2 separate regions of the Mus musculus genome follow, and region 1 is linked to region 2. A link is a contact called in public Hi-C data. All regions are on one chromosome and are shown on one strand. Each heading gives the region's core, a stretch centred on a gene start, on an enhancer-like site or on the middle of the called end of the contact. The rest is flanking DNA. Distances are from core to core; before and after follow the strand shown.

Region 1 (6,173 bases), core at 1,824-4,323, 170 kb before region 2:
CTCTTCTGGTGTGTAGCTGTATATGCAGATGGAGCACTCATATGTAGAATAAATAAGTAAATCTCTAATTATTTTTTTTTTAAGAAGAGAAAGTATTTTCCTTACACAGAGAATAGATACTTAAAAGGAACTCTGAGGTGGTTTGATGAGAATCACTCCTTAGGCTCATGTATTTGAATGCTAGGTCCCCATCTGCTGCAACTATTTTGAGGAAGTCTAGGAGGTGTGGCCTTTTTAGAAGATGGGAAGGTGTGTTACTTGGGGTAGGCAGTGCCATTTCAAAAGCCCACCAAGCCAGACCAGTCTCACCCTCTCTGCTTCTAACTTGTGGAGATGTAAGCTCTCAGTTCTTGCTCCAGCGCCATGCCTGCCTGCCTGCCTGTTGTCATGCTCCCACTCTCTGAAAGTTCAAGGAAATCTCCAGTTAAATGCTTTCCTTCATAAGATACCTTGGCTATGGCGTCTTTTCAAGGCAATAGAACAGTAACCAAGACAGTCCTGTAGCACGTGGCAGAAAGTGGGCCTAAAAGGCAACTTGAATTTCTGATGGGTGATGGATGTGTGTGGGTGTGACAGTCACTGTCGCGTCCGCTCTCGACCAGCAAGAACGACACGACCACCAGTCCTTCTAGCAGCAGTTTATTCAGTAAACTTCCGTCTTCATCTCTCTCGCTTCAACTTTTTCTCTCTCTCTACTCACGGCAAGCCACGTCACCTCACCAGGCATGCAGCTTCAGCTAATCAGGGCAGCAGGGGCATGTCTCCACCAAAATGGATTCGCCAGTATCCTGGTGCACCTGCGCAGCTCTCATGATGGTTGTGGCTTATTTTCAGGTGTATGAGGAAGTCAGGTGCAAGTCATAAGACTTAGCTGCAGTCCCTGGCGCCTTCTTGGGACTGCCGCCACACCTGCTCCTCACAAGTCACAACTTACTCTCTGCAAGAGAAAGTCTCAACTGCAGCGGCACACATATAAGAGTTTCTACTCTTATACACAAGTAGCCAAGAGAAAGGGGTCTGTAACCCTATAGGTGGAACAACGATATGAACTAACCAGTACCCCCAGAGCTCGTGTCTCTAGCTGCATATGTAGCAGAAGATGGCCTAGTCGGCCATCATTGGGAAGAGAGGCTCCTTGGTCTTGCAAACTTTATATGCTCCAGTACAGGGGAATGCCAGGGCCAAGAAGTGGGAGTGGGTGGATAGGGGAGCAAGGCGGAGGAGGGTATAGGGGACTTTCGGGATAGCATTTGAAATGTAAATGAAGAAAATATCTAATAAAAATTGGGGGGGGGGAGAAGCCAAGAGAAACATTGCAGGACTGGTTAGATCTTTTAAAAATTCTCAGAAGGTAGCTAGGGGCTGTGCTGGCTTACAGTATTATGATGGTTGTAGATACTCCAAAAATCCGTGACTTCCCTAGCTCTGGATAGTTGGCTAGATTCCTGGTACCAGCCATGATTTGCCCCTTGTTGGTCTTAAGTGCAATCAAAGATCTTTTGGTTAGTGCCAGGGTATGTGTGCCACTTCTGTACCCTTGGGGTTTTTGTGCCGCACAGCTCATTGTGGTTCAGAGAATGGAAGAAGTAGTCTTCCATATGGTTATCCAGAATGACTAGCCCTGAGAAATACAAGTAACATTGTACAGACAGAGCAGGTTGTCCTTGGATATTTATGAATACATATGTATGTACCCACACACATACGAACATGATGTACACACATGAACAACAATTAATGAAAAAGAGGCCATGGATTTGAAAAAGAGCAAGGAGAGGTGGTGAGAGAGTCTGGAGGGAGAAAAGGGATGTGGAGATATAATATAATTATATTATAATCTCAAAAAACAAAGAAGTCCTCAGAGATCTGGTCATGGTGGCCATGCCTGTAACCCCCACAATCCCGAGGCTGAGGGAAGAAGACGTTGACTTGGAGGTCAGCCTGGGGAACCAGGGGCTGGGTACAGCTCAGGTAGAGAGAGAGCCCTTGCCAGTGTCAGCAATTGTTTGCTTTGCAGCGTTTCTGGGACCAGCAGTGGGAGTGGTGGGTGGTGTCTGCAGATTCTCAGAGATTCCGCAGGGTGAGTTGGCTTTTGTCTTGGCTATACTTGCATGTGAATTTTGTCTCTGCGTTCCTGTATGGCACTTAGGGCTCCATGGAGCAATAGCCATTTCATCTTAGTGAGGAAAACCGGGAAGTAAAGAGCCTTAGAGGGTACTTACAGTGTGTGTTTTAAGCAAATTCCCCCAAGCTTCACACAATATTTCTATTTAGCAAATGTCTAAGATTCAAAACATTGAGGTGAAGGAAGAAGGGAGAATAAAGGAGAGCAACCAGCATTCCGTATTGCCGGGGAGTGTCGTCAAATACAGGCTTGTAAGTATTTCTCAGGCTGAAGGCTGGGGCAGGAAATAGACACAGAAGTCAAGGCCCCATTGTTCTGCTGTGTTGTGTTGGTGCTGGGGATGGACCTCGGGCCTCACACACACTAGGCAAGCTCTTCTGAGTCATTGCCTCCCAGCATAACTCTCTTCCCACTGTCTCTCCTCACTACCACTCCTGAGAGGGACAGCCATGGCTGCAGGGCAGCTCATTCAGGTCGCCCTGTGGCAGGCAAGTGACTGCCCCCCCCCCCCCCGCATACACACACCTGTACATATGCTGCATTTCATCCCTGACAATCCCTTTCATTTGGAAGATGTATGTTTGGGTTAAGGTTGTTGGTACTCGTCATCTGGGAATGCACTAGAAATCTCGGTATCGAAATGTTTAGCTTCTTAGATGAGAGAAGCCCTCTAGGAGAATGAGCAGACATCTCACTAAAGGGGAGAAAAGATGTCATGCCATTGTTTGGGGGATATAAAGACTTAAAACACACACACACACACACACACACACACACACACACACACACAATTATTCATGTTCTCAGTGGGGGAAAAAATCAGGAAGTTGCTGGCTGCATACAGGACAAAAGGGCCCTTCCCTCCTCCCACCAATCTCCCACAGTTCCTCCATCCCGGCCTCCTGGGAGGGAACCCAGGGCCTCACACTTCCGTGACAAGTGGGAACTGTCTCTCAGCAGCAAGTCTTTACAGTGTTTCTCATTACTGTCACTCCTGAGTGGACACAGCCATGCCCGTTCTCTCCAGTGTCAAGGAAGGGACTGGAGCTTTGCCTCGCACAGCCTGACATGGGCCTCACAGTTCAGATTGTGCGCGAATGCATTTCAGTCACAAAATGAACAGCTCCTTGAGAGAATGAAATTATCAAGCTGAGCTGCCAGGCTGGATCTGGCCTTCTGTTCAGCCAGGCTTGGAGAGGTTTCTGACTGTGGGTGAGCCTGCCTGCTATACTCCCGTTAAACAGAAGAGGGCGGCAGAGAGACTGATTAGAAAACCCACTTCCTTATTTGCTTCCCTCCAATGCAAGCTCTTGTGCAGTGTATACTGATAGGAAATGAAAATTGAAATTAGCACCTTTTATTTTTTTCAACACCAAGTGATTAGAGAAAAGTTTAAAGTAACACAACCCAGATTTCTTCCCGCCAGGCCCCCCCCCCCCATACTGATGTTGCCAAGAGGACTAATACTAGGGGATTTTGATGTTCACAGATGTGACAGTCAAATGCAATGGATTATTTGTTGCAGGTAAATAACCCTGATGGGTCTTGGCTTTCTCCTGGCATTCCATGTGCTTGTATAAAAAGCATGCACTCCCATGTGTTTTGATGGCTTATCGCAACGCATTTGCCCGCTGGAATTAAAGGGTCCCTAAGGAAAGCTGTTTCATTTCTTGCTAAGACAAAGGAACGTTAATGCCATTTGACTTAATTTTGGTTTGGCACTGGCTTTGTTTTTAAAATATTGTTTTTACAACCCTGTTCTTTTGATGATAGAATTAGTGTCTAAGCTGGCTGATTGGGTGGCTTTAGGCCCTTGACCTTTAAAATGTGACGTAATTGAAGTCATGTTTATCTGAGGAGGATGGTTTATGCTCACACACTGTACGTGAACTCTGGCTGGCTTCTCATTAATATTCTATCTTTTTTTATCTCTGGTCTAGGACAGCTGCATACCCCAGGGCTTCTTTCTGATATTTTAGTATTTTCTGGTTTTAAGGTTAAGGACAGTGAGTAGTCCTAGCAGGTAGCCCTTGCTCCACTGTGACTCATGGGGTCAAGTTATTGGTAGTCCTCCATAAGGAAAGCGAGGAGCCCACTGTGACATTTTATATTGTGATAAATTTAATCTATTGGTGGCTTGTCCTTACGGCCCCACTTTATAGATAAGCTATGAATGAAGTAACTGGTCTCAATGCTGCTTTCAAAGTGAGAAGTGTCATTGTCCAAGGGGAAGGGCATGTGGCATGGCCTGATGGCTTAGCGTGGAAAATGAGTGTGTGTGCTTATGTGACAGCCATGACCCCCTCAGGACCTGGGCTTCTAGCTTGTTTCTACCTACAGTATTCATGATCCCACCTGTCACCTCTCTGTACCCCTCCTCAGCCCAAAACAATACAGAAAATCAGTCACCTTTGCTGTCTATCAGTGGCCTCAGGTCTCAGCTCTGTCCATGTTTTGGGATAACTTTCCTATGAAATGAGGGAGTAGACAAGGACACCACCGATCTCTTTGATTGCATTAATGTATTGGTTATCATCGTCTTTGTCATCTTCCTTCTTCTCCTCTTCCCCTCCATCTTCTCCTTCACAAATCTATTTTATTGTTTTAACTGTATGATGTTCCGCTATGTGTATGTCTGTGCACCACATGTGTGCTTGGTGCCTGCAGAGGCCAGATGAGGCTATCATATAACCTGTTTTTTAGTTTGAATAGGAACGGCCCCCATAGACTCCTGTGTTTGAATGCTCGATCACAGGGAGTGACACTATTAGGAGGTGTGGCTTTGTTGGAGTAGGTATGGAGGAAATGAGTCACTGGAGGTGGGCTTTGAAGTTTCAAATTCTCAACCCAGGCCCAGCATCTCTTTCTTCCTTCTGACTGCCAGTCCTGATTTAGTATGCTCAACTACCTCTCCAGCATCATGCGTGTGTGCCTCTTCAGCCTGCATGCCACTGCACTTCCCACCATGATGACAATGGACTCAACCTTTGAACTGTAAGCCAGCCCCAGTTAAATGCTTTTCTTTTTAAGAGTTGCTTTAGCCAGGATGTCTCATCACAACAATAAAACCCTAAGACACCCTGGAACTCAGAATTTCACACAGTTGTGAGCTGCCACGTGGCAGCTGGGAATCAAACCTGGGACTTGCTGTCTCTGGATGGCTTTGGGATTTGTTAGTTTGGTCAGTTTGGTCCTCAGTTTAGGTTACATAACTGACTGAGGAAAGGTTGTCTTGATCTGCTATGTATTTCCTCATGAGTCTTAAGGTTTCTATCTCTGGGTTATGGGGTCAGGAAATAGGGTCTTGGAAAGTTCCTGGTGATGTTACTAAGAATATAGTAGAGGTAGGTTTGTAGGAAGAAATGAAAAAAATGAGGATTTAGATGGCATCAGCATCTAGAGCAGTTTTATTTCATGACAGAGAGGTGGCAAGGTCCCAAGTTCTGGCTGCACTGTGTTTGGGCCACAGAAACCAGGCACACAATGACTAGAGTTCAAGAGAAAGCAGAGTGTATCCTTCAAGCCGGGGTTTTTGTAGCTAAGGATAGGGGTTGGGGGTTGGGGGTGAGGTGGCACGGAATCAAAGGCTCAGACTCAGGGAGCTTGCAAGGATGAGGCAGTGAGTTTATTATTTCTCTGGGAGCACCCTTTATACCCACTACCTTGTCCCCTTGGTTCCAAACAAGCATGTCCTCCAAGCGGCAGTTCCTGATTGGCTGTCATCATCTGCATCACCAGTCTCTAGGCTCAGGCAGGCTTCAGTTACCTCGGGGAGGGTGGGGGTGCTCCCCACTTGCTGTTTTCTGAAGTTTATGCAGAATGGGTCTTGTCAGTGAGGCCTGCCATGCCTTCTACAGACAGGAAGTGGGTTGGGGCATTCCTTGGGGGCTGCCTGGAGGAATTAGCTATTTTCTTGAGACAGGCTATTAGTTTGAAACTGTGAGGTCTGCTGACTTTTTATCACCACCAGGTCTCTGGGGTGGGGGTCAGCAGCTTTCCTTCTGCAATCTCCAAACAGCTAGACTTGAAGCTCAGTTTAGGGCCTTGT
Region 2 (6,724 bases), core at 2,445-4,944:
TTGCTGCCCTTGCAGAGGACCCAGGTTCTGTCCTGAGCACCTAGGTGGAGCGGGGCTCACAGCACCTGTGAGTCAAGCTTCATGGGATCAGAGTCCCTCTTCTGGCCTCCTCTGGAATGCCTCCCCCAACACATAAATAAAAGCCTATCTTTAAAAAACAGATCAAAGAGCCATGCAGTGGTGGCGCACACCTTTAATCTCAGCACTTGGGAGGCAGAGGCAGGCAGATTTCTGAGTTCCAGGTCAGCCTGGGCTATACAGAGAAACCCTGTCTCAGGAAAAAAAAAAAAAAAAAAAAAAAAAAAAAAAAAAAAAAAAAAAACCCAAACCAAACCAAACCAAAACAAAACAAAAAACAACCCTAAACAGATCAAAGGCTGAGGCCCTCCAAACCTGGTAGTCTCCAGACTTGATTATACATGAGAGTCACAAGGAATCTGATGTCACTAGAGCACCTGTCTGTCCCTCTATTGCCAAGGTGACCTGGGCCTATGTTCTTAGGAGATCTTGCAGGCAATTTGCACACACATCCACTGCTCTAAGATCTTGAGGAGGGGAAGAGCTGAAGGAACAAATACAGTCTTCCTGAGGGGAAGCCAAAGCGCTCGGCAACCCGGAAGTACCTCCCTGGGATGTGGAAGTGTGTGTGTGTGTGTGTGTGTGTGTGTGTGTGTATGTGTGTGTGTGTGTGTGTGTGTGTCTGTCTGTCTGTCTGTCTGTCGTCTGTCTGTGTAGAGTGTGCATGTGAATATCTGTGCATAGTATATGTCTATATGTCCTCCTGTGCAGTGTGTGTGTGTGCATGTGTGTGTATCTGTCTGTCTGTCTGCCTACCTGCCTGTGTAGAGTGTGCATGTGAATGTCCACATAGTATATGTCTATATGTCCTCCTGTACAGAGTGTGTGTGCATGCATGCCTGTGTGCCTGTCTGCCTGTGTAGAGTGTGTATACTCTATGCCTATATGTTCTCCTGTGCAGAGAGAGAGTGTGTGTGTGAATGTCTGTCTATGCAATTTCAGTAGAGTGGAGAGAAAGATGCTGCAGCCTAGCAGAGTAAACCAAAGCCTGTGACATACAAAGACAAGCAGATACATAACATTCCAGCTCCTGTTTGTGACGAGTAACGGAAGCCTTCACATAGAGAGCTTTCTCAGTGCCCTGCCAACCCATGTTCTTGCACTGAGAAAGAGGTTTTTATATTAGCTTACTTCAAAAAAGAAACCCTTATACATTCCAGTTTATGAACACTTACTAACACTAAGTTTTTACTTTCAATGTCATCTGGAATGTTAAATGGATAGTATAATGGTAATGGCTAGGGCCATATAATTTGGACATACAAAGAGTATAACCCAAAAAGAAAATAATTAAAAAGAAGCAAAAAGTAAGATCTTACAAGTTTCCTTAGGTGACACCACAGTACCCCTGGCACTGGGGACCCTGAGATGAGAAGAGAGAATCACAGCATTTTGTGTACCCCAAATGCCATTTTAGGACAGCCAAAGTTTGATGAGGACCTTATATTACAGCAATATAGTTTATACTTATACTGTTTGGAGCCAAAAAGATTTGATGTTGTCAGCATGCTGGGTTCCAGTGAAATATGCCCAGGACCCTGGCTCAGTGAACACCCTCTTTGGGGAGCTAAAATGTTCAGAGAATGCATTTGAGTCTGTATTTCTAGATCTCCCCACAGTTCCCAGCAGGTCCTGTGTGCGATCCCTTGCCCCTCTCCAGCCTTTCTCGTTGGGGGCTGTGAGGCCATAGGGACACCTCCACTCACCCTCTGGGGACGTTTTTTTGGAGTACCGTCAGACCTCTGTCTGGAAAGCTCTGTTAACAGTCATGCATGCTCAGTTTATAAGACGGTTACAAGGAAATGGAGGTGGGGGCAGGGTGCCAAACACAGCCAGAGCTTTTATCTTTGACATTACAAAGAGGTCTCTGGCCCGGGGCCAGGCTGGAGTTTACGGGAATATAAAATGCAGACATGTGCTTTCTGTTGGTGGGGCGCCAGGGGAAAGACGGGCCATGCAGCCAGACAGCACTTCACTTCCCTGGGATGCACAGTTGCTAAGAAGAGCATCCGAGTCTTGGTGGTTCAGAGCAGGGTCACTTGTGGCTATGAGGTAGGATGAAGAAGAGCCATGCCATATGCTGGCCTCCTCTCTTCCCAAGGTGAAAAAGGGGTGGCCCTGTCAACCCCATAGCCTGGGAGTGATGGCCTTCTGCAGTGACCCCTGCACCCCTCAGGAGCACCAGACTCCGGAAGTATGTGTCTGCATACTTATTGAAAGACAAGATAGACCTCCTCTACTTTTAAGCAAAGTTTTGATGTTGTACCCCTCAAACTGTGACATAGTCTTCTTGAGCTTTTTGTTCATTTGGCACGAGGTCAGAGGAGTCCGATGTGGCCTCATTAAGCATAAGGAAGTTCTTGTGGATTTGTGCATCCAAGCTCTGAAAAATAAAAGAGAGAAAGATAGATTAGTGTGCTACCAGAAGTTGCACTAACAGATATTAAGGCGTGGCTTCTGATTCCCTAATGACATAATTTTCTTTGGTTACCCCAGCGCTGACCTTCTTTAAAAGTGTCTCTACACTTGTGTCACAGGACTGACTGGTTATCTGAAATTGCAAGTGTGGGCCCCAGCCAAACTCACCACTTGTTTGGGGATTACAGGTTAAGTAATCTGATGTGCTTGTCTTAGGAGATAAACAAATGCCATAAGCTGCCTGGGTTTTGGCTATCACCCCTACTGACCGTTACAATCATGGATGTCAGGGGAAGCACACAAATTAAATACCCTTGGTCCAAGTCTGGGCTTGGCAACAGGCGGTGCCATGTTGAGTACAGTCTTTGTTCTGTGCCACATACTCTCTCTGTTCTGGCTGGGGTGGTGCTGGAGAAAACTCAGCTTAAAATAGAAGGAAGAAGGGGAAGAAAGAAGGAAGGAAGGGGCTTGCAATTTGCAGGACCACACATGCTCAAAGTCTCTACTCTCTGAGTCTAAGAACTGTCCTCAGGCACCGCAGACACCTATGTGACCAATGGACTGGAACGATTAGTTTCCATCTCCATGGTAACCATAATCGAGTTTTCACCGAGGCACTGGGTCTAGCTCTGAGTCTTGCAACTGACTGGCCAACAGCAGAGCTGGGAGCTGAGTCCCAACTCCTTGATGCTGCTTTCGTGGTTTCTGCCACACAATGCCTCGAGCCTGCGACCTAAAATTGTCCAGTGATCAATTCAGTGCTGGGGATCAAGCCAATGGCCTGGCGAGGGCTCTAGCACACAGCCAGCCCTCATCCTATTTTGAAATGTCTTTGGAACGCCTGCATCTAGCCCATCCTAACCTTCACCATCAGGATGTTGCCCCTTAAATCTGTTCTGTTGTAGTTTGAAGCAATTTCCTGTCTGTATGTAGAGGTGAGTGAAAGCAGCTGCTCCCAGTAAGGGACATAAAAAAGATTAAGGAGCAGAGAGCTGTGGTTTCAGTCTCCATTAAAATAAAACCTGTCCTGAAATTTGGGGCACGCAGGGGGCGGGGTGTACTTTATCTTCATGGCTGCCTGCATTAGGACAGTTTTCCTGTAAAAATCTTTGCATTTTTCCCAGAGTCTCAAACCTCCCACCTCGTGGTGTTTACAAAAGGAGACTGGCAGAACTCGGCCTGAGTCACATGCATTTACAGCCGCACAAGCCATCCGTTGGATAGTTTCTCCACAAATGTGAAAAGAATTCGTTTGAATGTGCCTTTGCGAGCCAAGCCAGTAGCCTCACGCTTTGTATGATCCCCACTGTGCGTTCTCAGGCGCTTGACTCTGCAGCATGGGGAAGATGCAAAGAGGTGCTCCCTTAAATATCCTCCCAGAATGTTTAACTGCCTCTGCATGTTGGTCCATCATGCCTGTTCCCTGCAGAATGCTGCCTGTAAAAACGGATCGTCAGCAGGCTCCACTGGTGTGGCTCAGCTCTCAGAAAGCCCCAACTTTTGTAGATGCGGGTGTTGCCAGTGTAAATGGCTTTGGTGGTTGCAGGAGCTTCGCTGTGACGTGAACGTCCCCTTCCTCCTGGAACTTCTCCGTCACTGGAAATTTAACCTTGAACCTGAGATGGGTTGCACGGACATTGCCTTGTAAAACTGTGTAGTTTCTACAAAGCCGGTTTGTGCCAGAGTGAAAAGCAGACACACCTTTGCTCCCTAATGCCTGATCGGGGCACACAGCAGTTTGATTCTGTCTTAAGTAGCAAGCATTCTTGCCTTTCCCTCCACACCCCTTCGTGCCCACTGTGCCCATTGGCTGCCGTGGGGTTCATACAATGGTGAATGCTCTGGTTTCAGCCTTTTTTCCCATGTTATGAAAGAACCGTTTTCTCCCCCTAAGTTAAACCTGGACTGCTTTCAGGTATTTTTGCCAAAGGAAGTGGAAATTGGTTCCAGTTGATGTTTCCTGTTAATCATAAAGGTTCTTGAATGAGCCTGTGAGCTAATCTATTAGTCCCAGTATGTTATCCATGAACCAAAGTACTGCAGTCAAAGACACTGAAGATTAGACTGTTCCCATCCTGGGTTTTATTTCAGGGCTCCCTGCCCCTCTCCAGAGGACAGGCATGCTATTTGAACCGTATGCTACTTTCTTTTTAATATAAAGTAACAGAGTACCCCTTCTTCCTTTTAACACACTGGAATTGTTGCCTCACTAGGGAAGTTTATAAGTGTTCCTTAATTCCGTTCCGATCCTATCCTCCTCCTCCTCTCTGATCAATCTAATTAGAGTTTACGTGGGGATCGGATAACAGGAAACACAGGAAGGCAGATCGCCCTTCTCTTTCTCCATTTTAATGAGAACCATCTGAAATTAAGCTAGCACAAGAGTTCCAACATCAAGCGCTTGCAAACCTAGCAAGTAGAGTTGTCTGTGGCTTCCTGTTGCAAGGTAAACCCGGATTGGTACCTCTAATGCTTCATCGGATGTTGCCAGCAGCCACTTCCCAAGGATGTGTCCAGCCACCTGTGCCAGGACCCTACCCTATTGAGGAAACTTGGCTCTCTCATTCCTGGTGACTACTGGCCCCTGAAAGGCACCGTGTCTACTTTGAAACCAGAGGAAGCCTCTGGCTAGTTGAATCCAGCTGTGTTGACTGGCATCTTTTTTTTTTTTTTTTTTTTTTTTTGTGGTTGTAAGATTTTTGTAGAATCATCTGTTTTTACATTCAAGAAACCAACTCTGGGGTATCAGTTTACCATCTTTGTAGCAGGGGTGTGTGTGACCTTAATCCATCCAGGGAGAAGAGGCTGGGGAACTTTGGGCAAGAGAACTTGAAGTGACTTCGGATGATGTTTAAGTAGAAGCCAGGGAAGTTCACTGACCCCACTTCCCAGCTAGCCCTTGCTGCTGTTGTTTGAGAATATGGATCCTGAGCCAGTGCGGGATTTTGTGTTTTAAATTGTGGCCAGTATCTGGGTATGTGGCAAATACCACACTGCAGTGGGAACATATCCTTCTCCAACATTGTTACAGTGGTATAATATCAGAAATGAGTCAAGGCAAAAGTATTGTAGAAGAAAAAAAAAACCCTCAACATTCAGTTTCCTTGGTTGTTACTCTCAATGTTGTTAAATTAAGTCATTGATTTTGTTCTTCTAATACTCTTAGCCATGGGTCATAAAAGTTACCATCACTCTCCTTGTTCATCCGTTGCGCCCACATGTTGTTAACTGACAGTGTGTTGCTATAGGAACTGTGAAGAGTGGCTTCCAGGGCTCCATGGTCAAGCTGATCCACAGGGCAGTCATTAACACCCTGGTGGAGTGCAGAAAGGGCCAGGAACTAAAGGGACAATGGGAAGACGCCAACACAGTGAGGGGGGGCGATAGAGGCAGAGGGATGATCAGTAGTGTTGCCCCACTCCTGTAGGTCTGCAGGTAGGAGGCTCTGTTTGGAAAAGTAGGCACCAGATTGAAAGACAGGCCAGACACATAGGTGATGCAGGGCACATAGATGATGCAGAGCACATAGGTGATGCAGGGCACAAAGGTGATGCAGGGCACATAGGTGATGCAGGGCACATAGGTAATGCAGGGCACAGAGGTGATGCAGGGCACAGAGGTGATACAGGGCACAGAGGTGATACAGGGCACTGTCTTAATCAGGGTTTGTATTCTTGCACAAAACATCATGACCAAGAAGCAAGTTGAAGAGGAAAGGGTTTATTCAGCTTACACTTCCACACTGCTGTTCATCACCAAAGGAAGTCAGGACAGGAGCTCAAGCAGGTCAGGAAGCAGGAGCTGATGCAGAGGCCATGGAGGGATGTTACTTATTGGCTTGCTTCCCCTGGTTTGCTCAGCTTACTTTCTTGTAGAATCCAAGACTACCAGCCCAGGGATGGCACCACCCACAATGGGCCCTCCTTCCTTGATCACTAATTGAGAAAATGCCTTACAGCTGGATCTCATGGAGGCATTTTTCTCAAGGGAGGCTCCTTTCCCTATAATAACTCCAGCTTGTGTCAAGTTGACACACAAAACCAGCCAGTACAGGCTCATAGGATAACTGATGGATTTGATGGAATATGAAGAACTGGGGTGGTCAGGAGGGAAGGGAGGAAGTAAGGATACTCAGGTTTACCTGATGGCAGCTCTCAGGTCAGCTCCCACTTAGCTATTTCCACATTTTTACTGATAGCTTCAAGACTGGATATTGAGGCATCCCAAG

Evidence for each region. Hi-C and Micro-C count contacts between places; a contact is called where the count stands out from the background.
Region 1: a Hi-C map of uterus shows a contact between it and region 2, with 3 times the contacts expected there. The contact joins two enhancer-like sites. A contact is called at or near these places in 2 of 484 Hi-C or Micro-C datasets (the HPC-7 cell line and uterus).

The regions. Positions count from the first base shown.
Region 1 is chr1:179,229,426-179,235,598 of GRCm38.p6, reverse strand. The region is part of intron 5 of Smyd3 (SET and MYND domain containing 3); the gene reads left to right. Among named protein-coding and RNA genes, the nearest start is that of Gm31349, 96 kb to the left of the region's middle. Within about 2 kb of position 3,073, at least 46 of the 459 cell types and tissues checked have an H3K27ac peak or open chromatin away from gene starts, as enhancers often do. A contact at or near this core is called in uterus, where this site is marked.
Region 2 is chr1:179,057,176-179,063,899 of GRCm38.p6, reverse strand. The region is part of intron 8 of Smyd3 (SET and MYND domain containing 3); the gene reads left to right. Among named protein-coding and RNA genes, the nearest start is that of Gm31349, 270 kb to the left of the region's middle. Within about 2 kb of position 3,694, at least 88 of the 459 cell types and tissues checked have an H3K27ac peak or open chromatin away from gene starts, as enhancers often do. A contact at or near this core is called in uterus, where this site is marked.